7 separate regions of the Mus musculus genome follow, and regions 1, 2, 4, 5, 6 and 7 are each linked to region 3. The links are chromatin contacts, called in public Micro-C and promoter capture Hi-C maps. All regions are on one chromosome and are shown on one strand. The core of a region is the stretch at or near the end of the contact, and the rest is flanking DNA. Distances in the headings are between cores, read along the strand shown.

Evidence for each region. Promoter capture Hi-C pulls out the DNA fragments that hold promoters and counts their contacts. Hi-C and Micro-C count contacts between places; a contact is called where the count stands out from the background.
Region 1: a Micro-C map of the G1E-ER4 cell line shows a contact between it and region 3, with 8 times the contacts expected there. The contact joins the promoter of Nol10 here to the promoter of Cpsf3 in region 3. A contact is called at or near these places in 7 of 39 promoter capture datasets (the C10 cell line, the HPC-7 cell line, cranial neural crest and 4 more) and 2 of 484 Hi-C or Micro-C datasets (both in the G1E-ER4 cell line).
Region 2: a contact with region 3 is called in a promoter capture Hi-C map of pre-B cells. The contact joins the promoter of Klf11 here to the promoter of Cpsf3 in region 3. A contact is called at or near these places in 4 of 39 promoter capture datasets (cranial neural crest, frontonasal cranial neural crest, pre-B cells and 1 more).
Region 4: a promoter capture Hi-C map of pre-B cells shows a contact between it and region 3. The contact joins the promoter of Pdia6 here to the promoter of Cpsf3 in region 3. A contact is called at or near these places in 7 of 39 promoter capture datasets (the HPC-7 cell line, cranial neural crest, embryonic stem cells and 4 more) and 2 of 484 Hi-C or Micro-C datasets (B cells and the G1E-ER4 cell line).
Region 5: a contact with region 3 is called in a promoter capture Hi-C map of second pharyngeal arch cranial neural crest. The contact joins the promoter of Hpcal1 here to the promoter of Cpsf3 in region 3. A contact is called at or near these places in 7 of 39 promoter capture datasets (the HPC-7 cell line, cranial neural crest, embryonic stem cells and 4 more) and 1 of 484 Hi-C or Micro-C datasets (CD8 T cells).
Region 6: a promoter capture Hi-C map of cranial neural crest shows a contact between it and region 3. The contact joins the promoter of Lpin1 here to the promoter of Cpsf3 in region 3. A contact is called at or near these places in 3 of 39 promoter capture datasets (cranial neural crest, frontonasal cranial neural crest and maxillary cranial neural crest).
Region 7: a promoter capture Hi-C map of cranial neural crest shows a contact between it and region 3. The contact joins the promoter of Pqlc3 here to the promoter of Cpsf3 in region 3.

The regions. Positions count from the first base shown.
Region 1 is chr12:17,347,070-17,350,469 of GRCm38.p6, forward strand. Nol10 (nucleolar protein 10) reads left to right here and starts at 1,424. Exons shown (of 21, transcript NM_001008421.1): 1 at 1,424-1,550. The coding sequence starts at 1,485. It overlaps Gm46336 (a long non-coding RNA gene), which reads right to left and starts at 1,333. Exons shown (of 2, transcript XR_001780553.2): 1 at 1,213-1,333.
Region 2 is chr12:24,649,492-24,652,953 of GRCm38.p6, forward strand. It overlaps Klf11 (Kruppel-like factor 11), which reads left to right and starts at 1,880. Exons shown (of 4, transcript NM_178357.3): 1 at 1,880-2,075. The coding sequence starts at 2,034.
Region 3 is chr12:21,284,202-21,288,088 of GRCm38.p6, forward strand. Cpsf3 (cleavage and polyadenylation specificity factor 3) reads left to right here and starts at 2,096. Exons shown (of 18, transcript NM_018813.3): 1 at 2,096-2,343. The coding sequence starts at 2,294. It overlaps Itgb1bp1 (integrin beta 1 binding protein 1), which reads right to left and starts at 2,083. Exons shown (of 7, transcript NM_008403.5): 1 at 1,905-2,083. Gm25821 (a small nucleolar RNA gene) reads left to right here and starts at 3,726; the gene lies at 3,726-3,858.
Region 4 is chr12:17,264,788-17,268,591 of GRCm38.p6, forward strand. Pdia6 (protein disulfide isomerase associated 6) reads left to right here and starts at 1,802. Exons shown (of 13, transcript NM_027959.4): 1 at 1,802-1,864. The coding sequence starts at 1,846.
Region 5 is chr12:17,688,877-17,692,399 of GRCm38.p6, forward strand. It overlaps Hpcal1 (hippocalcin-like 1), which reads left to right and starts at 1,933. Exons shown (of 5, transcript NM_001361645.1): 1 at 1,933-2,170.
Region 6 is chr12:16,587,768-16,591,464 of GRCm38.p6, forward strand. Lpin1 (lipin 1) reads right to left here and starts at 2,003. Exons shown (of 21, transcript NM_015763.4): 1 at 1,951-2,003.
Region 7 is chr12:16,998,221-17,001,857 of GRCm38.p6, forward strand. It overlaps Pqlc3 (PQ loop repeat containing), which reads right to left and starts at 1,898. Exons shown (of 7, transcript NM_172574.2): 1 at 1,593-1,898. The coding sequence starts at 1,735.

The DNA of each region.
Region 1 (3,400 bases), core at 174-2,673, 3.9 Mb before region 3:
CATCCTTTTGCCTTCTCTGAAGTGCTGAGACTGGATGCACACACCACCATGCCCAGCCTTTTTCATTCTTCCCTTTTTTAATACTACAGAGATGCCAAGGTTTAGATCTTCAATATGGGAACCAGAGGCAGAAACGGGCTACTCTACAGATTTAGCCAAGGTGACTATGAAGACAGCATTGAGCTAATAAAAAGTGCATGGTGGAACAGTGAATTAAGGAAGCTGGTTTTAGAAGTAGGCAGTCATGGTGCTGGCAGGCAATTGTGGTGATAAATAGATCACAACTAAGGTCTGGAGGCCAGAGAATTTTCTAGTTTTGAAGACACAAAATAACTTTTGATTGAGTTGAGATATTACACGCTAAGTTTTGGGATTCTAACCTCTTTATACATTTATTTATTTATTTATTTTTGTTGAGACTGTAATCCAGGCCTTGGTAATTCTCCAGTCTCAGTCTTTTAGACACTAGAATTTTAGGTGGGGGTCACTGTGCCTCGCTTGGGAATTGGCAATTCCTCAGTCTAATTTGGAATACGAGCACAAGAAGGTACTGTTTCAATCACCTAAGTCAAAAATTCTTGAGCACATCTATGGGTGATCCCAGAGGAAAGATCAGTCGTCCCAGAAAGGAGTGAAGCAGCTGTTTGAACTTTAAGGGGCTGACAGGGACCTGCAACTCAGCACAAGGTGGTCTGAGTGGTGTCTACATGGCACCATCTTAAGACCTGGGAGTCCGGGGACTGTGCCAACACTACTTGATAGAGAAACAGCACAGAAAAGTTCTGTAGCAGATCGCTCTGCTCAGAAAGAAAAGGCTTCCACCAGAGTACAAGCCTTTGCAAAGCCAGCAGGAACTAGTGAGCCATGGCCCAGGGGCAAATGAAGATGAAAGCACCCGACCGTAGTTGCCGAGAGGGCTTGAGTGGACCCTGACTATGAGAGCGTAAGTGCCTATCAAAGAGTCGACTGGAGCCAGGGTTTGATAGTGGTTTCACATGACTTTGGAGAAAGCATTACTTAACCATTCTCTCTTTCCCAGACTCGTCTTTTCATAATGTGTTTGGAAGAGGATATAGAGAAAGACTGGCGAGGGTCCTCTGCTGTTAGAAAGTCATCCCAAGGCCTCTGATGTGGACAACAGAACTTCCTAAAAATGGTAAGTGGTTATAACTGTCACATTCTAGTCTCAAACGATATCAGGTTCAAACTCACTTCCCCATCTCATGCTTTCTCGTACGATTTTTCTTTTCATTTTCGCTTTTTCCAACCCCAGAGCACATCTCCCCGGACCCGCTCTTGCCGCCTCTAGTGCCTCCGCCCTGGGGCAGCCTAGTGAGCGCGCACTTCCGGAGCCAGGAAGTGCGTCATCAGCTCGCGCCAGTTCCCGCACGTTGTGCCGGTTCGCCTCGGGTTTGGATGCTAGGGTATTCGGGTGGGCCGGCGTTCTGTGACTGCGTGCCGGGCTCCGGCTGCTCCGCGCTGCGATGCAGGTCTCCAGCCTCAACGAAGTGAAGATTTACAGCCTCAGCTGCGGCAAGTCTCTTCCCGAGGTGAGTTCTCGCCCCCTCGCCATCGCCCTGGGAGCGTGTATCTCTAACTTACCATCGGCTGACCGTGGTGGCTGGTTTTATGTCAACTTGACACAAGCTAGAGTTAACTGGAAGGAGGGAATCTCAATTGAGAAAATGCCCCCATAAGATCTAGCTGTAGGACACTTTCTTAATGATTGATGGGGAAGAGCTCAGCCCTTGGTGGTGCCGTTCCTGGGCTATGGCTCTGGGTTCTATAAGAAAGCAGGCCCAGCAAGCCAGTAAACAGTACTGCTCCATGGCTTTTGCATAAACACCTGCCTCCAGGTTCTTGCCCTGTTTGAGTTTCTTCAGTGATGGACCGTGATGTAGAAGTGTGGCTGAAATAAACTCTTTTCTCCCCAAGATGCGTTTGGTCATGGTATTTTATCACACTATAAAAACCCTAAGACAAGACCGTTGTTTTGCCTGCATTGGGTTCACGTGTAAGAACGTGCTAACTGTTTAGAAACTACTCTCACGTGCTTTAATTAAAAACCTTATTGCCTGAAAACAGTCAGAGCAATACAGTCACAGACTGCAGAGAGGAGGACTGTGGCTCACCCTTAGTCTGTTTAAAGTCTCATCCTGTTCCAAATGCAGACTGCCTTGGTGTATACTTAGGGTCTAGGGAGGTGAGTTCACATGTTTAGAGATTATTTTGCCATAACTAGTAAGAATAGTACATTGACTTTTCCCTTTTAGAAAGGATTTTTTTTTCTATTGGGGGCATTTAACCTCAAATTTATTGACGTTTTAAGCTGGACAAGTCTTGTTGCTAGTGTTGTTTGCCAGCATCCCTGGTCCATACCTACAAGATCCAATTGTGATGACAGACTAAAATGTAAAGACTTGCCATAAGCCATCTGGGAAGCAAAATTGTCCCGGTAGAGACCCAGCCACTCAGTGTCACGATAACTGACTAGTGCTTTGGTTGCTGTTCATTCAACTGTTGCCTGTAGAAGAAAATCAGCTTCCAGTGAATGTGCTGGTAAAAACCACTTCTTATCCAGGGTCGTCTATTAGGCCAGTCATAGGTCTGTTTCTATTCTTTGTAAGAAATACATTTGGCTGGCAAAGAGACACGTTTATAATCCCAGTGCTTAGGGCGCTGAGACAGGACATTTGTGAGCTTGTGTTCAGCCTGGGCGACAGAGCTTACATTGTGTGACTCTATCTTAACACAGGAATATGCACACACATTGGGTGCACTCACTCCATATAGAAATTAAAACCCATCATTTCAAGAGTTTGCATTATCTTAGCTTAGATGGATTAATTTTATGCTTTTATAATTCTTTGTAAAACAGATGCTTTAAAATTGTTTAGTATATGTAAATATATTTTTTAGAAAGTCCAGAATATGAGGGCTGGAGAGATGGCTCAGCACTTAGATTACTGACTACTCTTCCAGAGGTCCTGAGTTCAATTCCTAGCAAACACATGGTGGCTCGCAACGGTCTCTGATATGATCTGATGCTTCTGGTGTGTCTGAAGACAACAACAATGTACTCACATATATAAAATAAATTAGTCTTAAAAAAAAGCTGGGAAGTGGTTAAGAGCACTTTCTCTTCTTCCAGAGATCCTGAGTTCAATTCCCAGCAACCACATGGTGGGTGGAAATACTTTATTCTGGGATCTGATGCCCTCTTCTGGTATGCAGGCATACATGCAGACAGAGCACTTACATACATTAAAAAAAAAAAAAAAAAGTGAAAATCCAGAATATATGTTATCATGGAGTTAAGATTATAGAATAGTCCTACTTTTCATTTTATTATTTCCTGTAAGCATACATTTTCTCAAATGAACATTATTTTGCATGTGGA
Region 2 (3,462 bases), core at 630-3,129, 3.4 Mb after region 3:
AATTTCTTAGGAGCCACCCACCCTGGTTCTGTCGGATTTGTTTAAGACAGAGTGTCTCATTGGGATTGGGTGTAGGGACCTTGACTTGGCCAGGCTGACTGAACAGTGAAGCCCAGTGTTTTCTGCCTGTCTGGACTTCCCCAGTGCTGGGATTACAGGTGTGTACCACCATGCCTAGCTTTTTATGTCGGTTCTAGGGGTGGACCTCGGGTCTTCTTGACGCAAGCTCTTTACCAACTGAGCCACACACCTCCACTTCCTATGTAAAAAGTCCATTCTGCTCAGAGCTCTGCAATCCAGGAAGGCTAATTCTGCTCACCCTCTGACATGTGTGTGTGTGTGTGTGTGTGTGTGTGTGTGTGTGTATGTGTGTGTGTATATGTGTGTGTGTATGTGTGAAGGGGGTCTTCCTGCTGGATTATGACACAAGAGTGTCACGTGGTCAGGTAGAGTGAGCAAACTAGCTGGTCTCTCTAATTTTAAGACCCCATAACCCTTCCTTAATCCCAATCACCCTCCAAAGGCTCCCTCTCCAAATACTATTAACATATTACTCTGGAGATTATTCTCCAACACATACGCCATAAAACCACGTGTGGAGAGAACAGGAGACAGTAGGGACGTTGGATGGGGCGGAGGCATTATAGGTAAGGGTGAACACGGGGAGTCAGAAATTCAGTGTGGGAATGAAGCAAAAACAATTTAAACAGGCCCAAGTAGAAGACTAACTCCATGTGTGTTAAATGCCCCAGTAGTTAGACATGTGAATTCACCTTTAAACACTCCTACTGTTACTTTCAACAAACTCCCTTTCTTTGGTTCACTTAATTCCATTGTCAAGCCAGTGTGAAACTGAGGAATCAGGGTTGCAACTATAACCCTTAGGCCTTACCAGCTTAAGGACAGGGCTCTCTGCCTGCCTGCCTCTCTGCCTGCTCACCTGTCTGATAAAAATAGGCAGCATAATGTCCAGCTCCTGTCTGCTCATATCAGCAATGATTCTCCCAGACCTCCACTAGTTTCAAGGCTCTGCAGTGAGGCATCAGGGGGTTAGTAGAGGGGTGCCCTATTGCTGCACTGTAGGTTGGAGGTGGGCACGACATACTGCATGCATTGACCTCTGCTCTCCAAGACTTGTGATGAGTGTACATGAATAACCGCACCTAAAGGCCCAAGGGGAAAAAACGGATACTCAGGATTTGGGTCAGGTCTCACGTAGGCCTGAGGACACCCCAAGTGGGTGTCCTTTGTATGGCCACTGGGGAGGATGCGCAGGCTTCATTAGGTACATGTCGAGTGGCTGACTACACGGCTGTAGTTCTTTTGTAGCAGAAGGCAGATTAGAGTAGGAAGAGCATTTGATCTGGCGCCATGCAGGAAAAAGCGGATGTCGTCCCTAAACCCAAGCAGCTTTCAAGCCTCTTCCTGGGCAGAGATGCGGTCCTAAGAGCCAACGACAGCTTAAAAGAAATTAGAGACAGGGTGAGGCCGTCCCTGTGGGTCCCGCCTACCAGATCCGTCCACGGCGTGGGGCCAGCGCGCGACCTCTGCGAGCAGCCCCTGCGGCAGAAGAGGACCTTACTGCGGTCGACTGCCGCCGCGCCGCCGCCGGGACCTTTCCCCTACTTTCCAGGCCTCACGCCCCGCCTCTAGCCCGGACCAAAACACGTGCCGCCGCCCGCCCCGCCGGATCACGCCGCAGCCAGGCTCCGATCACGCGCCCCCCCGCGGCGCCCATTGGCCCGCTTCTTGCCGGCCTGGCGCTGATTGGCTGGCGGCAGAGGCCATGCCCCCAGCAGGGAGCGGTGTATTTTGGTTTGCCCGCGCGCCCCGCCCAGGGCCGCTCCCTCCGTGGCGCCCCGCCCCTCCCGCGCCTCCCGGGCCGCGCGGAGGCAGAGCCGCGCGGCAAGGAAGGCGGAGGTGCGCGCCGGGAACAGACGCTCGGGACACCGCCGCCCGCCGCACACGTGCAGCCTCCGCCGCACGCAGGGCTCCTGCCTCGCAGCATTGCTGCCTGCAGGCCATACGGCACCATGCACTCGCCGGGCTCCACCGGCCCCGGCGACGGGCGCGCGGTAAGTGACGGGGCTGAGCGCGGGACGAGACGGGGGACGCGGGAGGGATGGCGACTTCTCGCTGCGGTGGGGGCTGCGGATTTGCTCTGGTCCGGACAGGGACCCGGAGGCTCGGCCGGGTCAGGGTGGGGAGGGGGGTGTGTTAGCGCGGCAGCCTGCCTTCAGCTTTGTCTCTGGTCCGCTGCGGCCCCGCCCGGCGCGGCTATTTCCAGCCATGACGTCACCCGAATCCAGAGGAGGACCGCTGTTGGATGTGGGCGCGGCTGGCGGGAACTTGGGGGCGGAGTCAAAGCTGGGGCGCAGCATGGGGGCGTGGCCAAAGCTAGGGCGTGGGCAAGCGTGCTTGGAGGAGATATTGGGGGAACTAGATGGGACCAAGGCGAAGGACATGGTGAAAGCACCTGGTAGTAGTGTAAGAGGGCGGAACCGAAGCTAGAGAGCTTGGTGAGAACCTCTGGTAGGACTGTGGGGCGGGGCCGATGTAAGAGTGCATAGTGAGAGTTTATCTAGGGGCGGGGCAAAGGCTAAGCCGAAGGGAGGGAGTGTGGTGAGAGCATCTGGTAGGAGTGCAGTGGGAGGGGCTGTGGGTGGAGCCAAAGTAAAGGTATCTCAGGAGGGTGTGGCCAGAGTGCCTGGATGGGGTTACGACGGAATGAGGAGCAAGGCAATAGTGTGTCTTGATAGGCGAGTGTGCAAGAGTGTGGTTCGAAGAGGTGTGTCAGCCAAGCTTAATGGGCTGGTAAGGGTAGAGCTGGGCGAAGGGTGGAGTCTAAGTGAGAAGGGGTGTGGTAAAATGGGACTTTGCAGGCTTGGGCCCAGGGACTGAGTGAAGTCATGGCAGGGACCTCTGTCAGAAGGTGTAGGGTGTGGAGCAACAGAACCTGATAGAAATGTAGGGGGCCAGAGAAGTGGTGCGGAGCAGGTTCCTGGTGAGAACACAGTATTACATGGACTCAAGGGAACCTACGTTCGCATTCTTTCCTAGTATGGGGCTGGACATTGATTCCACTTGAAGGCTCATAATCAAAATACCCTTCCAGGAGGTTGTCTGGCCCCTATGGTCATATCTTTGCCTGTTCAGTGAAGGGGAATCTGGACAGACAGGAAGTTTTGAAGCTCAGAAAATATGTATGGAAATATGTGTCTGTAGGCTTAAGTTTCTCTTTTGGACAGGCTAGGTTCCAGTCCCTTCCTCCCCACTCCTGCATGTAAAGGTGACATGGTATACAGGAGGAGACACCTTTCCTGGACTATGGTTGAGCTTTCTCATGCTGTTCCTCTCACCTGACCTCCTCCCTAGTTCTCATAACAAGTGATTTAATGTTTCTGAGTCTGCTGAGGAAGCAGGCAGTCACGGAGGACTGTGCTAGCATGGAACCTAGGTCCA
Region 3 (3,887 bases), core at 846-3,345:
GTTCTGGGTGTATGTACTTAATCAAATTGTTCTTGCTTCTAAATTATTCATGCTTAAAAATGAGCCAGGGGATGCTATCTGTCAGCTGAAAGTTACACAGATTCATCAAATGCAAAAACTGCCAGAGGCTCCGACCTGCTCCTCCCTCGTCTCTCCCACTCAGGCAATTAAGCCATCACTGGTAGGAACCAGAAAATCATCAATCCCTCACTGTTCTTCAACCTTCACATCCAACTAAGGACCAGGATCCCAGGTCCATGGCAGACTCTGCCTCAGCTTGGTAACCAGCCCCACATCTTTGGGGGGAACTAATGGCATTCTTTCAGCGTGAATGTGATGATCCTCAATCTATAGAAAACGCCCAAGTTCACAGTCTGACACACTTAAAGAATCCACACACCCACTATAGAGGCTTTGTGGGTAAAAGCCCTTACTTTTAAAAAAAGAAAAGGTGTGTGTAGGAGTAGATTGCCCCTGGAGCTGGTGTTGAGCCACAAGCACCAAAACTTGGATCCTCAATAAGACAGGTAGATGCTCTTATCCACTGAGTCAGCTCTCTGAATGAATGATCTTGTCCTACAGAACTCCTTGTGGCTCTAAGGTCTGCCTCCACATTTTAGCCACAAAAAGAAGGAGGAGGGGGGCTGGAGAGGTGGCTCAGCGGGTAAGAGCACTGACTGCTCTTCCCGAAGGTCCTGAGTTCAATTCCCAGCAACCACATGGTGGCTCACAACCACCCGTGATGAGGTCTGGCGCCCTCTTCTGGTGCATCTGAAGACAGCTACGGTGTACTTACATATAATAATAAATAAATCTTTAAAAAAAAAAAAGAAGGAGGAGGAGGAGGAGGAGGAGGAAAAGAAGATAACAATGATTTCTTTCAAACACAGATCAGAGCTCAGTATTATTAGGCCGTTGTTCACCGGTGTCCTACTAAGATTTGACTACTAAGATTTGACTAAGGAAGGTCAAATCCCTCCAGCAAGAACCCACCCAGGGCTCTCCAACCACTCTCTCTCAAGCTTGTCTTCAACAATGAGCTACACATCTCTCAGGAACGCAAAGCCACTTTGGTTCTGAGCGGTTCTAAGCTCCTGTATGTTCTTATACTATCTAACTTTCCCTCCCACAGAACTCTCATTTTGTAAGTTCCTTGGCAACTACTTGCCTCGCACAACTTATTTCGGGCCTTTTAAAGAAAGCCTTCCTTGGACTTTCAGGTTGGACTAAAAGACATCAGATCACAGCATTAAAATGTCATCTTCTTCTTTAAACTCCCACTCCCTCAACTAACTAGTGCAAGGCGAGGCTGAATTGGTTCTCAGTAGATAGACAGTATAGCGGAAGAGGACTCGTTACAGGGTTCTGACAATTGCCCTAGGAGGTGATATCCAATAACGTCGCCAAGATGCTCCAGAAACCGCTAGCCCTCACTCTGGCCCATCTGGAGCAGCCGGTCCCTAGGGTCATCGGAGCCTTCCGAGCAGTGAGAACGCCCAGCTGCATTCACGTGAGTCAACCAAGCCAGAGATTCAATAACTTGTCCCACATCACAAAGTTTACTTGGGGACCCCGACAAGATCAGGCTTCCAAAGCTCTGCACACATGCCTCGCACAAGTGAGGATGTAGACAGCTAACTCCAACCCCACCTGGGTGCAGCAACAAGCAGAGGGAGGCCTCAGGGTCTTGCGGAGCCTGGTCCCCGGGGAGGCAGGCGGTAGACCTGTCACGGGAACGCGGGTCCCTCCCTGACCGGGCGCCGAGCTCCTCTTCCTTTCCCCGGTTTGCACTCTGTCGGTGCCTCAGCCTCGGGACGTGGAGGGAATGGGAGGACGGCGGGCTGCGGGGTACTCCCCACACACCCGCACCCTCTGGCCCGGCTGAGGCGAGGCCCGGTTCTCACCTCGCCTCCTCGGCTCGTTCCCCGGTCGCCCCGGTCTCGCGGGGTGTGGGATGGTCCAGCGGCGGCGGCCGGTAGGTTATTCCAGTTCGTATTCCAGCTCCGGCTTTGCCAGTTTTCCTGCCCTGGTCCGCTGGGCCACGCCCCTATCATGCGCAGGCGCAGTCTTTAGGCCGCGCCTCCAGTTCCTTAACCGCACCTCCGGGAACCTAAAGAACCTCGTTCTCGAACCGGAAGTTGGAGGGCCGAATCTAGCTCCGGGAACGCTAGAGCGCCGGAAGTTGTGTGTTGGTGGTGGGGGTTTTTTCTTCTTTGGTTTGCAGTAGCTGTGCTTTGAATTTAGAGACTGCGGCGACGAGTTCGTGGTCCACGCTGCTCCTGAGACTGCCAGGATGTCTGCGATTCCTGCAGAGGAGAGCGACCAGCTGCTGATCCGACCCCTGTAAGGGATGCGCTAGAGAGGGAGCGAGCCCCCCTCCCCGTATGTGTGAGAGCCTGGAGGGACCCCCGCGGAGGCAGCTGCGGGTCCAGCCTCTCAGGTTCAAGGGATTTGGAGAACATTGATCGATGGGCTATCTAGGTTGAATGTCATTTTTCCTTCAGTCTCGGGGAGGGTATTTTGGGGAAAAAAAATCCAGGTCATTGGGTGTTTTCATAAAGAAAGGGTTGCCAATTAACACAAGTCTGGATCTCGTACATCAGAGCAAGCCTTGAGGGAACCGACAGATAGAGGACACTGCAAGGAAGAACTGCATCTGCCTCCTTTCCAGGACCCTACACGTGCTCAGATGGGCGGGGAAATTAAAGACGTGGTGTATGTACTTTGAGAGCTCAGACCTTAGCAGAAGGTAGGAGGAAATTGGAGAGGGGAAAGCTGAGGCGTTTCCGCGAGAAATTAAGAGCTAAATCACCATAAAAGATTGGTTTTAGTGGAAATGGCGTTCTGGAATATTTTGTAGAGAATTGCCTCACACATTTAAAGGTGCAGAACGTACTGGATGAGCGGTGAGACTCATCCAATACACGTGGTTGTTGTTCAGCATGAGACACTATTTGGCACCACATGAATGTGTACATTTTCAAAGGCCGGAAACTATCTCCTTTACCCACTCATAAAGTAAGATTTACTGAGCACTTACCAATGAATGTACCCAAGTGATGCTGTCATCTCCCTATATACACTAAGCAAATATCAAACAAAATCACCAGGCATGGGCTGAGTTCATTGATTTCACGCCTTTGGTGAAATTGTAAAGTGGGGAGTGCTGGAATGAGTTTGTGAAAATAGACAGCTACGTTGGTGTCAGACCTGAAACCCAGTCTTCCTGTTTAATACGGAAGTAGCCTCAATGAACCCACTTCCTCATGTGGAAAAAAGCACTCACTGTGAGGAGTGCTTGCTCTTGGGCAGTGCAGTGATACCAGTGACCGTGCTCAGTGCTCATTTTGACATCTGTTTCAGGAGTATAGGTCAGCACTGTGCTGAGTCTCAAAACAGTTGGAAACTCTTCTGACAGATCTCACGCATTCTGGAAATGTGATTGACATTCGAGCTAAGGCTTAAAGAGTTGGAAAAAATTAAAGACAGTATTGGAACCATAATGTTCCAGGCGCACACAAAAGGTTCTGATTTATGGCCAGTTTTACTTTGGTTGCAGGTAACAGATTAGCAGACGGATTGGGGCAGGCTATCTCTACCTTATGAAGGACCTTGTATACATACTAAAGAGCTTGACTGTTTATCACACCAGTTATAGTAAGCCGACAAAAGATTTAAAGCAACTGTGTAATACAGTGGGAATTAGATTAAAGTTGTGGCTACTTTCCCTTTTGAAAGCATTCATTCAGTGGCCTTTTGCTCGTGAGCCACTGAGCTGTCCTGAAGGGGCAGAGTGAAAACATCACTTTTGGGGGAAGTGGTGACATGTTGTTTGCTTCAATCAGTGTTGTGACAAGAAAAACAAAGAACAACTCCAGTGTGGTAGA
Region 4 (3,804 bases), core at 552-3,051, 4.0 Mb before region 3:
ATTTCAGGGGGAAACACAGAAAGCTGAGGAAAGCCTCAGAAAAACAAGTAGCATTTCACCTCAGGGCCTTCCAGGAGAACACACCGCCCAACTATGTCTCTCTGCAGACCTCACACACCTCTGCTCTGACTCCACACATAGCTCTGTGATCACTGGCACCTTCCTGCAAAGGTGGAGCTAACCAAGGTTCCAGAGGGACTTCCTGTCCCAAAATAAGCAGTGTGCCTGCTGTGGACAGGAAAGCTTGCCAATGGCTTACAAGAGTCAGCCTTGTGGTTCTGGTGCTCCTTGGAGCCTCATTTGCCTGCCAGTCTCTCCAAAGGCACTCCTAGGGCTCCACCTTCCAACAGGGCACCACTTCTCCTGGAGCCCTTTGCCCAAGAGAGCTCTGGCCAGGGTCAGCGTTGTTTTGTCATTCAGTAAAAAGAAGCTATTATTGTTGTTAAAATTTTTATTAGCATTTAAAAAATTTAGACAGGATCTCATGTAGTCCAGGCTGGCCACAAACTGACTGTGTCGCCAAAGCTGGCCTTGAACCCCTAATTCTCTTGCTTCCTTTTCTTTAGCGCTGGCACTACAGGTGTGTTACTGTCTTAGTTGGGGTTACTGTAGCTGTGATGAAACACCATGACCAAAGCAACTTGGGGAGGAAAGGGTTTGGTTTATCCTTCCATGTTGATTATTCAAGAAAGTCAGGGCAGGAAGGCAAACAGGATGGGAACCCGGAGGCAGGAGCTGAAGTAGAGGCCACGGAGAGATGTGGCTTACTGACGCGCTGCTCAGGACTTACCCTCAACCTGCTTTCTTATAGAACCTAGGACCGCAAGTCCGGGGACCGCACCACTCACAATGGGCTGGGCCCTTTCAATCACTAATTGAGAAAATGTCCTACTGTTGGATCTTATAGAAGCTTTTTTTTTTGTTGTTTTTGAGGTTTCCTCTAGCTTGAGTCAAGTTGCCATAAAACTAGCCACCATAGTCACCATGCTGTGTTTCTGTGGTGCTAGGGATCCTAGCCAGGGCTTCACGCATGTTACTCAAGCACACCAACAGAAAGGCATCCCCTGCCATTATTTTTCTATTGTGTCTCACTCTGTTAGCCTTAAACACCTTTGTAAATATTGCAAAGCAATACATTTTAGCCCTCACCCCCAGAGCCAAGAACGATAAACCCCGCAGTTTATACTCTGAGGGTCTAGGGGCACATGAGTGAACAAGGCTTTGCAATCAATTTAACAAAATAAAGTTTGGAATGATACTATATACAGAATAAGTTTGGCAAATGGTTTTCACTGAATGCTGAGTCCGCGAACAAAAGAATAAATAAGGTCCCAAACACACTGAAGTCTTAGGACTATTCTCCCGACATAAAGGGACAGTTCAAGGAATGAGAGCTGGAAGGGGCCACGAGAGAGGCAAAGAGGAAAAAGAATGAAAGCCAGGAAGAAATGAGGACCCCTTAGTCCTGGGTTTTTTGTTTTGTTTCAGTTAACTCAGAAAAAAATTAGGGGAACAAGGGGTACCCCGCAGGAACAGGGCCGGAGGTCCCCTGACCCCGCCCCTTCATTCCCCGCCCATCCTCGCCCTGCCCCGCCCCGCTCCGCTACTCCGCTCGCCCCCACCCCCGAGGAAAAAAAAACAAACCGGTAACCTCTACCCGGCCGCTTTCAATTGGCCACGCACATGAGCGAAGTCCACAGAGACCAATGAAAGGCGGCCACGGCGTGGCGAGCCCTTCCGGCCCGCCTCCGCGCGCCGGCGCACCGCCCGCTAGAAGCCGAGGGCGGGACGTGGGCGCGGCAGAGCCGAGGCAGCGGCGGCACGGACAGAATGCGGGTGATCGGCATGGCTCGCCTGGTGCTCGGTAAGCGCGGGCCTGTGGTGGGAAGCCGGTCGGAGGCAGCCTGAAGGGCCGGGGCCGCGAAGCAGGGCCGAGTGGAGGGACGAGTTGCCGGGCCTGCCTGGGGACTTCGCGGCGAGCTGGGTGGGAGAGGCCAGGTCGGGCCCACTACGGGAGGCCCCGGGGAGTCGGAGACTTGCAGCCTCTGCTCCCCACGAGTGCGGTCCGCCTCCGGTCCAGCTCAGCCTTCACTTTTATAGGCAGATAGCAGAGGCCTGTCCCGAAGGTGTCTTAGAAGTGGGCAGTGCCCACTGACCAAGGCCTCACAACTCCTGAGCACTTAAAATGCCTTTGGTCGTCCACCCAGGTGTCCGGGAATGATGTTTAGCGACTCGTGGGCGAATCTGAGGGGCCCTCATCTCCCGGCTGTCCTTGTAAATGGGCCTATAGTTTTTGACATTAGTTAACTCAGCTGATCCTGGCTAGAAAGTAGGAGAGGGAGGTGGATCCCTACACCACTTCTCCCTCCATTTACTAGTTGAGACCCGGAGCATATTTTCTCACTGCTCTGCCAGCTTTTTTCAACCGTGTTCGCCCCATGAGCTATAGTACATATTTAAAGAGAGTAAGCAAGAAAAATACTACTTTCTGGGTTACTGTAGAGAGCAGATGAGAGGGAAAGATTTAATCTTTGGTTTTCCAGTGAGTGCCTGTGAAAAAGTGATTCTATCAATTAACTCATTATTTTAATAAGGTAGTCAGCCTTTTTTTTGGCTACCCTGCTGCCAGCGGCTGCCAGGCAGAAATGTTACTGGTGTGAATTTATAACACCCTTAACTGCTACAGAGATTGAATGGGAAGCCACAGATGGCAAAACCATCTGCACGCATAGATTGTGGACCCTGGGAGTTCTTTTTTTCCCGGTGGTGCTCATTATCACTGTGTAGAGTGGCCATGTGAATTTTAGAAGCAGGATTTGATGGGTCAGCATTGACCTATTCAGCCATAGTAAACCACCACCACCACCCCGGGTGGGGGTGGGGCTGTTGCTTGGAGAGCAAGTGCAAGGAACAGTGTATTTGATTCTTCCTAACCCTGTTAGATCATCTTAGAGCCATCAGTTGGTAGGCTGAGGCAGAACTGGGTGGTTCCACTTCTCTTGGCCATTAGGGCATCAGGGGAGCAACATGTTCTCTGCAGGCTCCCACAGGGATGGAGGCTCCATGCCTCAGGAAGGCATTCCTCTTCCATGGCTGATATAGTAAGACTTCTGTCTTTACACTTTGCCTAGTTCCTTGAGAGCTTCTCTTAACAGATGGCTACCCTATCAAAGGTCTAAGACCTAAGCACCTTAAAAGTTAGGGTGGCCATCAGTCAGAAGTCGATTATAACAAGGTTACATGGGAGATGATTGGTAGTCCGTAATGACTTTACCTTCCAAGTGTCTATAACTAGACTTTTTTTTCTACCTTTCAATTTTCACAAGACTCAGTGTATCAAACAAATATGAATTCATGACAATTTCTTTTTTTTTTCTTTTTTTTTCGAGACAGGGTTTCTCTGTGTAGCCCTGGCTGTCCTGGAACTCACTCTGTAGACCAGGCTGGCCTCGAACTCAGACATCCTCCTGCCTCTGCCTCCCAAGGGCTGGGATTAAAGGCGTGCGCCACCACTGCCCAACTTCATGACAGTTTCATAAACAAGATAAACTTACTAGGCATAGTAGCATGTGTCTTTAATCCCAACACTCTGGAGGCAAGCACTACTATTCCTTTCAGCGAGCATTACCATCCAATAGAAATACAATGCAAACTGTGTGTAATATCCTAAGTTTTCTAGGAGCCACAAATAAAAAGGCATAGCAGAACAGCTAACAGTGTTTTGAACTAAGTTTACATAACAACTGCATTTACGGTGGCAAGCCCACTGGATTATATCCCCCTAATGATGAGCTAGCTGTCCCT
Region 5 (3,523 bases), core at 683-3,182, 3.6 Mb before region 3:
GTGTGCTACTACACCCAGCTACCCTCAGGTTTCTTAAAGTACTAATAAGTAAGCTATTACTTAATTTAAATTTATATTTATGTGCTTACCCTGTGTGTATGTGTGTGTGCGCGCACGTGTGTGTGTGTGTGTGTGTGTGTGTATGTGTGTGTGTGTGTTCAGGCATCCAATAAAGCCATAACTCCCTGAGCCCCTTACAACCAAGTAGGTTCATATGACTAATTCTGGACCAAGAATGTGGGCAGAGATGACTCAGACTACTTCCAGGCCCAGCTCCTAAAAGACCTTCCTGAGGTACCATTTCTGCTATCTTAGTTTTGTTTGTTTGTTGTTGTTGTTGTTTAAATGAATGCTGAGAGCCAGTAGTGACCTGCAAAGACCTTAGGTTCTGCTGAGGTCACTAGATAGAAGCCAGAGGGTTTCTGGGTGTCTGAGTGAGGCCTCCCTCTTTTGTGTTGAATGAGAACAAATAGGAGACCACAGAACAAAGCAACCCGCCCTAGCTAACAGGATATCTGAAGGCTTCTGCCTCAGCCATCCACTTTCTGGGAACCTCCTACCTGTAACCCTAGATACCTGTGTGGTGCTGTGCTACAGAAAGGGGCAGACTGACCTCCCGTGGGGTCTTTACTGAGAAGGAAGCGATCATGGCCAGAGAGACCCAAAGGTTAGCCCTCGAAATCAGTCAGGTGGTGCGCTGTTAACTCTCACAGCTGTCATTCCCTTGAGCCCTCTGGGTTTAGTTTTGCCTTTCTGCACCAGAGGCAGGGAGGAGTGGAGAAGGCCCCAGAGCTCCACCTCCGAGCTGCTCTACTACAGGTACCCCTGGCAGCCTCCTGAATAGTAGGAGTTCACTCACATGTTTTTGTGGAGGAGGATTTGAAGGAGGGATTTGAGTTTTTCCCTAGAGACGCCAGAGAGACAGTTTCATCTCTGCACAACAGGCTCGCCCAGCTCCTCATATAAGCTGTTTCTGTGGTTACCTGTCTTCTGGGATATTTGCAGTGGGTGGGCATGGCAGGTGCGATCTGCCAGAGTATGCTGGGAGTCTGAAGGAAGCACCACTGGGACCCACAAGGCCAGATGTCCCTATTATGGGAGATGTCAACCAAGCCCCCGCCTCCTCACCAGGAAACTGAAACCACACTGAATGTCAGGGAGGCAAAGACCCCAAGAAGGATTCTGGATCTCCTCGTTGTCCAGTTTATTGGTGAGGAAACCGAGGCTGAGGGAATCCAAGGGTTTTCTTGGCAAGATGGCTGGATGAGTTAGCAGAAGTAATTACAGCTGGAACGTAGGTCTTCCACCTCCAGGCCAAGCTCTTCTCTTAAACCACGCGCAGGAAAGTGGGTGACAGATGCACACGGGACTGATGTGGAGAGGGAGGAGATCCTTGCAGGCATCCCAGATGGTCCTGGGGAGCCTAGGGCAACTCAAGCCTCTTTTCCACTTCCCTGGCCATTGGGACTGTACTTCCTTCCAAGTACGGCGGGGGCGGGGGCGGGGGCGGGGTGGGTGGGTGCTGGCGTAAGGCCGGCCCTTTTGGGCACCGCCTCTCGGCCTCTCCCCACCCGCAGGCCAGAGGCCAAGGGTTAGGGAGGTGGGGCCAGTGCTCGGCCCCTCCCCTGCTCTCCTTCCCCTTCCACCCCCCCAGAGTCTCCCCGTCCCGAGTCCCAGTGGCCTTAACACCCATCGTATCCTCTGCTGCGCTGAGAATCTGCGAGTGATCAGGGAGCTATATGGACCAGAGTGGGCGCACCGAGGGTCCAGCAGCGGGTGTGGCAAAGGGCGGGGGCGTGACCAGGCTGCGGCTGAGGCGGGGCTAAGACTGGGGGCGTGGTCGAAGCAGGAGGCGGGTCCGTTGGAAACTTGAGTGCCCGCCCTTGCGATGCGCCCCGCCCCGGCCTCCGCCTCCGGGTCCCGCCTTCTCTTCCCTTCCTTCCCGGGCTGGCGGCGGCTGCGGGTGGTGGACCTGCAGAGCGGCCGTCGCCCACACCTCGCTCTCTCCTGGGCCGGCGGATCCTTTTGTCTCTCCGAGCGGCGAAGGTCGCAGAGCAGGCGCGGCGGCTGCGGGAGCGCAAACGCCCGCTCTCTCGGTCACCTCCCCAGCCTCGGCCACCGCAGAACTTGGGCTCGAGAAGCCAGCGGACCGCGTCCAGCTCCAGAGCCGGTAGGAAAGGGGAAACTGCGGGACTGCGGGGTTGCATGGAGGGAGCGTGTGTGACCCGCTCGCTGCGACCCGGCTGTGAGTGAACGGGTGTGTGTGCGCCGGTACTGATGGTGCCTGTTTCTCTGCGTAGTGGGCTTGCAGCTGACCGCGGACGGTGGCGTGGCTCTAGAATGGCGTGTCCTCGTGGGGATCGTTGCGCTCGATGGGATGTGCACTTTTCAGACTACGTTTGTGGAATTGTGTGTCAGGGCACAGTTGCCGGTGGGGATGGGGACTAGTGCTGGCGGGGTCGAGGGGGGAGCCGCTGTGCGCAGAGTGGGGGTGGCGGGGTGGGCGTGGGCGGTCTGCCCGGGCAAGCTGAGCCCCCGGTTGGTGTCGCTCCGCGCAGTGCGTAGCTCAGGAACCTGAGGGTACGACTAGAATCCGATGGGCAAAGTGCCTGCCTGGTGGCAGCGGGCGTTGACACCCCTCACGGGGTGGGGTGGGGGCGGCAGGTCCACAAGGTTCACTTGGATAATTGTGAGCTTTGATGAGGGATGGGGACCCGCTTGGCTGTGTTCAGCTCTGGGACAGTGGGAAAGACCAACCCAGCCCTGGCCTCGCCGTGACCCGCCCTGAGACCTGAGCCTGACTGAGATGGGCCACCTTTTTGAGTCGCAGTTGGCGTCTGTATCAAGTGAGGGCGGCCCCTCAGGGGCTATCTTGACAGTGTGAGAACGTACTACACGTAGTTCTTGACCCAGAGTCTTGCGCACAGTAGGTGCTCTTCATTGGATTCTCATCTCTTTAAATCTTTTTCTGCCTTTATTGAGGATGACGCTCTCATTTCCTCCTATACGGTGGTTTGTGCCTCCTTCCTTGATCTAACTTCACAGCGAAAGCTTGGAGAGATTGAGAAAGTTTAGGCGGCTGGGTGCGTTGCCTTCTCTCCGCACCTTACTGGCTGCTTGACACGGCCTTCGGGTGTGCGGGGAGCTCGCAGCGTAGGGCGCTAGCCCGGAAGGCTCCTGCGCCCCGGCAGCGTTCCGGAAGGCTGCGACTACAGACTCGCGAGCCCTTTTGTTCAACAAGTGCTTGGAGGATGTCGATCTGGAATTAGAGTTGCGTTGAGAAAGTGGCCGGCTCTGTAGACTGGCAGTCTGGGGTTTCAGGAACCTTTCTTCCCGGCCTGGTCATTCAGGAAGCCACCCTCTATTCTAACCACTAACAAGTCCACCCAGAAGAGGGTGTTCGCCAGGACTCCAAATCCTGTTAGACACCCTCCACCCCCACCCCCAAGCCCCGCCTGCCTTGACTCCCATGCAGTCAGCCTGATACAGGAGGATGAGGTCCGGGTGGCACCCTCCTTCCAAT
Region 6 (3,697 bases), core at 753-3,252, 4.7 Mb before region 3:
ACACACACACACACACACACACACACATGCAGAGCAGGGGACAGACACTACTGAATCAGATAAATACTGAGATATTGCAAGGATATATTCATGTTTCACAATAAACATAGTTTGAGGCAGGCAGAGTATGGTGGCACACACCCGTGATTCTAGCACCAAGAAGGCTGAGGCAGGATGACCTTGAGTTCCAGACTAGTCTGGGCAAGACAGTCAGGTCAAGAGGACAGCTCCAAGTTCACGTACAAAGACGTCCAAGTGCAGCCAATTCACCCACCAGCCTGCACCACTCCCTTCTGTTTGATTTTCAAAAGGCTCCAGAAACCAAGAACACCAACCCCATACCTAGCTATTCTGAAACAAGATACCTGTGCCCCTAAGCATTCCCACCCGCGTGCTTTTCAAATCAATTTATACCTTTATTGGTCCCTTACAGACCCTGAACCTAAGAGAGAAAAGACACACAAAAAAATGGATTCACAATCTAAGGTGGGGAAAGGGTGTGCCAAGTTATGGACCAGGGGCTAGCCTTGGGTAGCCAGGACCAGCCTAGCCCTATAAAGGGACCTCAGTGGTACCCTGGGCTGCCCCATCAGGGTGTAACAATCCGAAGTTGTAACAACCTGGAGCCTCTCGGTTCATCAGTCTAGTAAACAAAGGGTGGCCTTTCCCTCACTCTAGATAGGGAGGCTCCCAAGTGATGTCTCTGGCCCATGGATTTCCAGCTATCAGTAGTCAGTTGTCTTGCCATCTCCTGACCTTTCCCTCTCTTTAGCCTGAAGCACTGAGAGCAATAGATAAGCAAAGACCCACCCCAGCCTCCCCAGCAGACAGCACCCCACACAGAACAGCAACCAAGGATCCTATCTCCTTCATCTGAACCCCAACTTATCACCCAGGCAACAAGACTGGGCATGTTGTCCCTTTCAATAAAGTGACAAGCATCATAAGAACATTGCTGACTGCCACCTAAAAAGGGTAGAAATCACGTGAGGTGGGACAGCCACCAAGACAAAACCAAGCTCAGCCCCAGGCTTCCCAATCCAACCACCAGGCCCTACACAAGCAGGAATAAGGGCCAAAACACACACCCACACACAAAACCCGTGACAGCAGAAGCGCGCTGTCGGCAAACAGGAAGCTTTGTCAACACAGGGAATCAACACAGTGGGATCTTTCAGCCTTTCTGGGAACACTAGAAAGTCCCCTTAGTGGTGCAGATATTAGTCCTTAACTGCTTTCATTCATAAAACGTATTTTATGGAACAAAGGATAGATAGTATATGTGTGAATCCCCATGGGCCGCTATCCTCTCCTCCTAGAACCGTTACAGTCTTCCCCACAACTTCACTACCCAGTTGGAAGCTTTTTCCCACACGCCCCAGCCCAGCCCAGACCATTGCTTTCCTTCTTGCCTCCTGCCAAGGAGGGTGGGCGTCTGGAGCAACTACTGGCCACACAAATTATCAGCCAGCCACCTTGACTCTGTCCCCTTAATATGACTTAATATTAATACTTAATATGACTTCCAAAGCATTGCTTTCCCTCCCATATTCCCCCCGGCCTTTCCCAGATAAAAGTGCCTGCAGCTACTAAGGGAGCCACAGGCCCAGTGCCCACCAGACTGCAAAGCTGCAGAGAGGCCTGCTGCGAGCTTGATTATCTAAGAATCCCGGTTCCCAGTTCGCTGCCACCCAGCGGAGGCGTGCCCTTGGGCACGAAGGTCAACCTACCAGCCTAGACTCAGTTTCCTTGGCTGCAAAGCCTGAATCCTAAACCCTTTGGGATACGTCTCATCCGGGTCTCGGACCGCCACGGGGTCCCTGCAAGCTTCGACACCCCACGGGAAGGCCTGTGTCACAACACGGCCCACATCGCCTCCCTGCGGGGCCCCACGTCTCAGTAATGGGCTTTGGGGCGCAAGCTGGGCCCCGGGTCCCCATTGCTACTCACCAAGAGGATTCACGAGCAGGCGCGCACGCGTGTGGCTGCCTTTGTATGCAAACAGCGGGCCGGAGCGGCTGTCAGCTAAAGCACGGCAAGGGGCGGGGCCTGAAAGGAGGCGGAGTCTCCGGGGCGACGCCAGGGGACTCTGGAGGAGCGTGCTGCTGGGATGCTTTCAGAGCCCACAGACCCCCCCCCCACCCCACCCCACCTCCCACCTCCCTCTCATATCCCCGCCTCCCCCTTCCCATCCCATCCCTCCCCAGACTGGACTGTCTGCCTTGGCGTTCCAGGGAGTAGGCAGCCAAAGTCTTCTAATTCCACAGCCTGACCCTGTTTTGACCTTATGTCAGTTTACAATTAGTTCTTCCCCTGATGTGCCTGTCACAAGCTAGGGATCAATTCCTAATCTTAGCACTCCCACATCCTGCCTCCCTCCTGGCTAACATTCACCACCAGTCAGCAGAGCCAGGAAGGAATAAATAATAACAGACAATGCCAGGTCTGGGGGTGGAATGGCTCAAGTCAGACCAAGTCACTCTTAAGTGTCACGAGACTACTAGGAGACAAGGACTCCTATATCCCGGGCTTGCCTCAAGCTTTCTATGGGTTCCTGGATGACCCTGCACTTCGGATCTGCCTATCTTACCTCCCAAGTGTTGAGGTTACAGGCAATCCTACCCCCACCATGCCTACTTTATGCGAGCCGGGAATGGACCCCAGAGCTTCACATCCGCTAACTGAGCTACATCCAGGTAATAAATATCAAATTATATATACAACAACCCTCCGAAGAGTCAGTGCTTTCTGGGGGACAGAAGAGCAAAGACCTTGAGGAAGACTGCTGGAGAACATATACCTGGGGTCTCGTAGACCAACAGAGAGAGCCCAAGTATAATGTACCTGTCACCGGAAACTATATGCAGAAATATGAGTCAGAAATGGATGCCAGCCACAAGCAACCCAGGAGAGGGAGGTCAGAATGATGACGGGTGCGTCCCACCTTGAGAAAAACTAGTTCGTGGGGAGGTCCAGGGAGGAGTGGCTTGTGTACCCCAAACTGGTCCTAAAATCTACGAATCTAAAGGTGACCACGAACTTCCAATCCCTCTGCTTTCCGGTTTCTGGAATTACAGGTCCCCACCCCCACCCCCACACTGGGTTTCCGAGGCACTGGAGATCCCTCTCAAGGGATTCTGCCCACCAAGCAAGCTAGGACCCCAGTCCAAGACCAGGCCACCGAAGACCTGCAAGGGAACTGAGCCAGGCTGGGCTGCCTCCACCCCAGTGCTCAGGAGATCAGCACAGGCAGGGTGACTCTGAGCATAAAGACAGAGGTGGAAGCGCTCCAGCTGCACTTGGGGCAACACAAGTAGCCACAAGGGTTGTCTCCGCTGCCCACAAAGTCCTGGGGTTCTGGACCCCAGAATGAAGGCACCCTGCCCCACCTCCATCATCTCCTCCATCCTCCACACCCCCACCCCAAGGCCTTCCAGAAAGCATGTCTTACAGTCTTACATTCTGTCATCTAAATAAGGTCATTTTTATTATTATTATTTTCCAGATTTGAAGCAGGTGGAGGAGAATCTGAACACATAAAGTCCAGCCCAAAGCCCTTACCCCACAAATGAACCTGGGGTCTGGAACCCGCACACACAACCGCAAACGCACCCAGACAGCTCTGAGTAGCAAAGATAGGACCAGCTTTGCCTGCTGCCTATAAGAAGATCCCACAAACAGGTCACTTATCTCAGAA
Region 7 (3,637 bases), core at 648-3,147, 4.3 Mb before region 3:
TTTTCAGGTTTCTCTAAAGCAATCATCAGCCAGGCATGGAGTCTCTGGTGTCATTAAAGTAGGCTCTGGCCAAGATCCAGTTCCCTCAAGTCATGATTTTAGAGTTTGAGCTTGAAATCAGAGGAGGGCCTATGCCCCCAAGGAATCGCCTCTGGTGTATGAAAGCTGGTTTGACAGTGGTGTCCTTTAGTGTCTTCCTGATGCCTCAGAGACCATCTGGCTGGTGAGGGGCAGGCAGACAGGCAAGCAAGGCCCAGGAGGGAAGCAGAATTGTAGTGACCACCCTACTCATGGAGGGAGAAGGAGGGGGAAGGGAGCTAAAGAAGGGAAGGAGGAGTCAGAATGTAGACCGACAGGATCCAGGTAGATTGCCGTCCTATCCCTATTGTTCCTGCCTCTGGATTAAAACAACTTTACCAATAAAGCTGCTTGAGGATTTGCCTGTAGGGGCCCCAGAAGGACCTTCAGAAAGTTCTCAGGAACTAGGAACCATTGTAGTCTGGCGGAAGTAGGGATAAATAACTAGTAGATTTCAATGGTGGATCATATTCGTGCCTTCTGGCCACAGAACTGGTCTTAACCCTGCTAAGCCCACCTACTGCCTCAAAGGGAGAAAGGGAGGCCTTTGGGAGTTCCAGAAAGAGCCTGCTATTTACAGCACGACCTACTGCAAGACCCTTCCAGATCCCGGGGAACATTCCATGGCCAGAGCTGTTTTCTACTGGAGTCAGCTGTTGGATTTGAGACCATCTCTGGTTGAGTTTACGAATTTAAAGCCAGGCAGCAAAGAGTTAGCTACAAGCAGAATAGGAGACGTTGGGCTGGCACTCTGTAGGCATCCCTGAGCTTTCTATTCAGTCCTGCATCCTGAAGCCTCAGCTTCAGATGCCTATGAAGAATTTAGCAAACCAGAGGTCAAATAGCTCTCCTGACTTCACACCCGCATCCTCTGCCACAGCCAGACTGTCACTTTTGCATCCTCCAGTCTGTCTGTTGCCTTACCTCTCACCCTGACAGCCTTCTCCCTTCTCTGAAATTCACATACTCTTGTACTGTGCAGCCTTACGGGCCAGAGACCCTTCAGAGCCCCGCCTACCATCAAGCGTCCCTGGAAAGGTACACCTTGAAGCACCGCACCCCTTCCCCAACTCTATAGATGGGCGCGCCCCACTGAATGGACACAGGACCAATGGGTGACCGTGGGGTGAGGCTAGTGTCAAACCGAGAGGGCTCAGCCTGGTGCAAGATCACAGGACTTAGGGGTGTGTTTTCCGTTTGCTTTTTCCAACCAAAGTTTTACAACTTTGCCCCTTACTCTACTACATAGCCAAGGCTATTGAGAACTTGGCTCCTGCAGCAGTCACAGGCCATCCCTACCCGTTGGACCCCAGCTCAATTTTCAAACGTCTACTCAAGTTCCCCATCTTCGCTGAATTTGTAAAATGGGCATGCTCAGGCAAATCGTGGAATTTGGGAAGAAGCAGGGGAGGTGGGTGGGAGCGCCCCGGGTAAGCACCTCCTAGCCCCGAGCCCCCGAGTTAACCCTTGGTTTCCCGGACTCCCAATTCCTCGCAGGCCTCCCGGGACCTTACCCCGCCAGCTCCAAAAGTAAACTAGGGAGGCTGATGCCCCGCGCGCTGCGCGCCGCCAGCTGCGCGTAAATCTGCGGCAGCTTGAGTGCGGCGCAGACGCCCAGCGTGCTCCAGTTGCAGAACCATAGCAGTCCGGCCTCCATTCTGCAATCTCGGACGTGCCGGGCCAGGGGGGTTCAGGATCTTATAGGTGAGAACCGGAGGCTCAAAGTCCAAAAAGTCCTTCCGCCTTGCCGCCGGCCGGGTCCCGCCCTGATCACGCCCCGAGCTGCTGTGCAGCAAGTGCGCTCCGCCCCGAGTCTGCTCCACTCAAGATGCTCCCTACCCCTTTAGTCTGTTCCGCGCCCGTGCGCCCCGCCCAGAGTCTGCTCCGCTCGGAGCGCACCCCGCCCCAGTCTGCTCCGCTCCTAGCGCACCCAGCTCGGAGTTGGCTTGGCTCGGGATGCTCCCTGCCCTGTGTCTGCTGTGCTCCCGGTCCTTCCAGACTCCAGGGCGGTGGTTCTGTCCTGCCCTGTGTGCGCACTGCCTGGAGTCTGCTCTGCTCCCGGTCCTTCCAGACCCCAGGGCGGTGGTTCTGCCCTGCCCTGTCAGGCACTGCCAACTGCTGATTCACTTTCCGGGTTCCACCCAAGGGTGCTCCTCCTCGCAGAGTGGAAACGCCCGAACAGACTAGCCTTCTCCGGGGTTAGGTGGGCCCAGGGCCTACACACACACACACACACACACACACACACACACACACACACACACACACACACACACACACACACACACACACACCAGGACACACACACACACACCAGGACATTCACCCATAGGCTCATTTTCCTGTTTTCTCATGCAAATTGGCCTTGAACTAACTAACTAACTAACTAACTAACTAACTAACTAACTCTCTCTCTCTCCCTCTCTCTTTCTCTCTCCCTCTGTGTGTGTGTGTGTGTGTGTGTGTGTGTGTGTGTGTGTGTGTGTGTGTGTGGCCTAAGCCAGCCTTCAACCTCGGATCCACCTGCTTCCGCTTTCCAAGTGCTAAGATTTCTAGTGTGTGCCACTGCACCAGGCCGTTGACCTTGTGGTTTGAGACAGGATCACGCGACCCATGTTGGCTTTTTCCTACCTTCTTTTGGCAAATGCTGGGATTACAAGCTTGTTCCATCGTACCCTCTGAGAGCCCACTCTTTCCAACCTTCCCTCCTCTTTTTATTTTTATTAGGTTTTGTTGTTGTTGGCATGTGTGCGAGTCTGTGATTGAGTGCTTGTGTAAACAAATGGACAACCTCAAGTGTCATTCCTCCAGGACTGTGTACCGCCCCCCCCCCACTTTCCCTTTTTAAGGTGGATTCTGGGGATCTAATTCAGGTCCTCAAAGGAGTTGGTAGATGACTATTGATAGGGGATGTTGCTGCTGTTTCCCCTCGGTTGGGTCCATGCTCTCTCTCATATGAGGGCAACTGATCGCTGGCTGGAGAGCTCAGGGCCCATAGCACACCCTTGGAAGGTGAGTGTAGTGGGAGTGTCATGAGGTCCCTCTCCTGTAGTGCTTATAAACTGTAAACAGTAGCTTTGGGGGAGGGGGAGGGAGGCTGACAACCTGACTGCAGTCAGTGATGCAGTTTTCTTTCCTGAGTCATCACCCATGCTGGGTGGTGCAGTGCCTGTATCACTTGCAGTCCAGTTAACAATCCCAATAGATGCATTGTCGACCAAAGCTGCACATGATGGGATTGATTCTTTGGGCTATTGGAGCCCTACCTGGGGAGAGTTGGCACCTCTGTATATCTCCGCAGGAGAAACAACACAGCGGGGAGGAAACCTGGACACCCTTTAGGCGCGAGACTGGAACGGGGGGGGGGGGTGTCATTTTCCCTACCTCTGGAGATCACTAGGTTATGAGGCAGAACACTAATTCTGTGCTGTAAACCAGCACACCTGCCTTCCTGCCTCCAGTCTTCATCAAGTGTGCGCACACACACACTTGAGCCCATATTTTAGCTATGTTGCTCATCAGTAGACAATTCTGCTCCTAAGAAAAGTAGACAAGAATG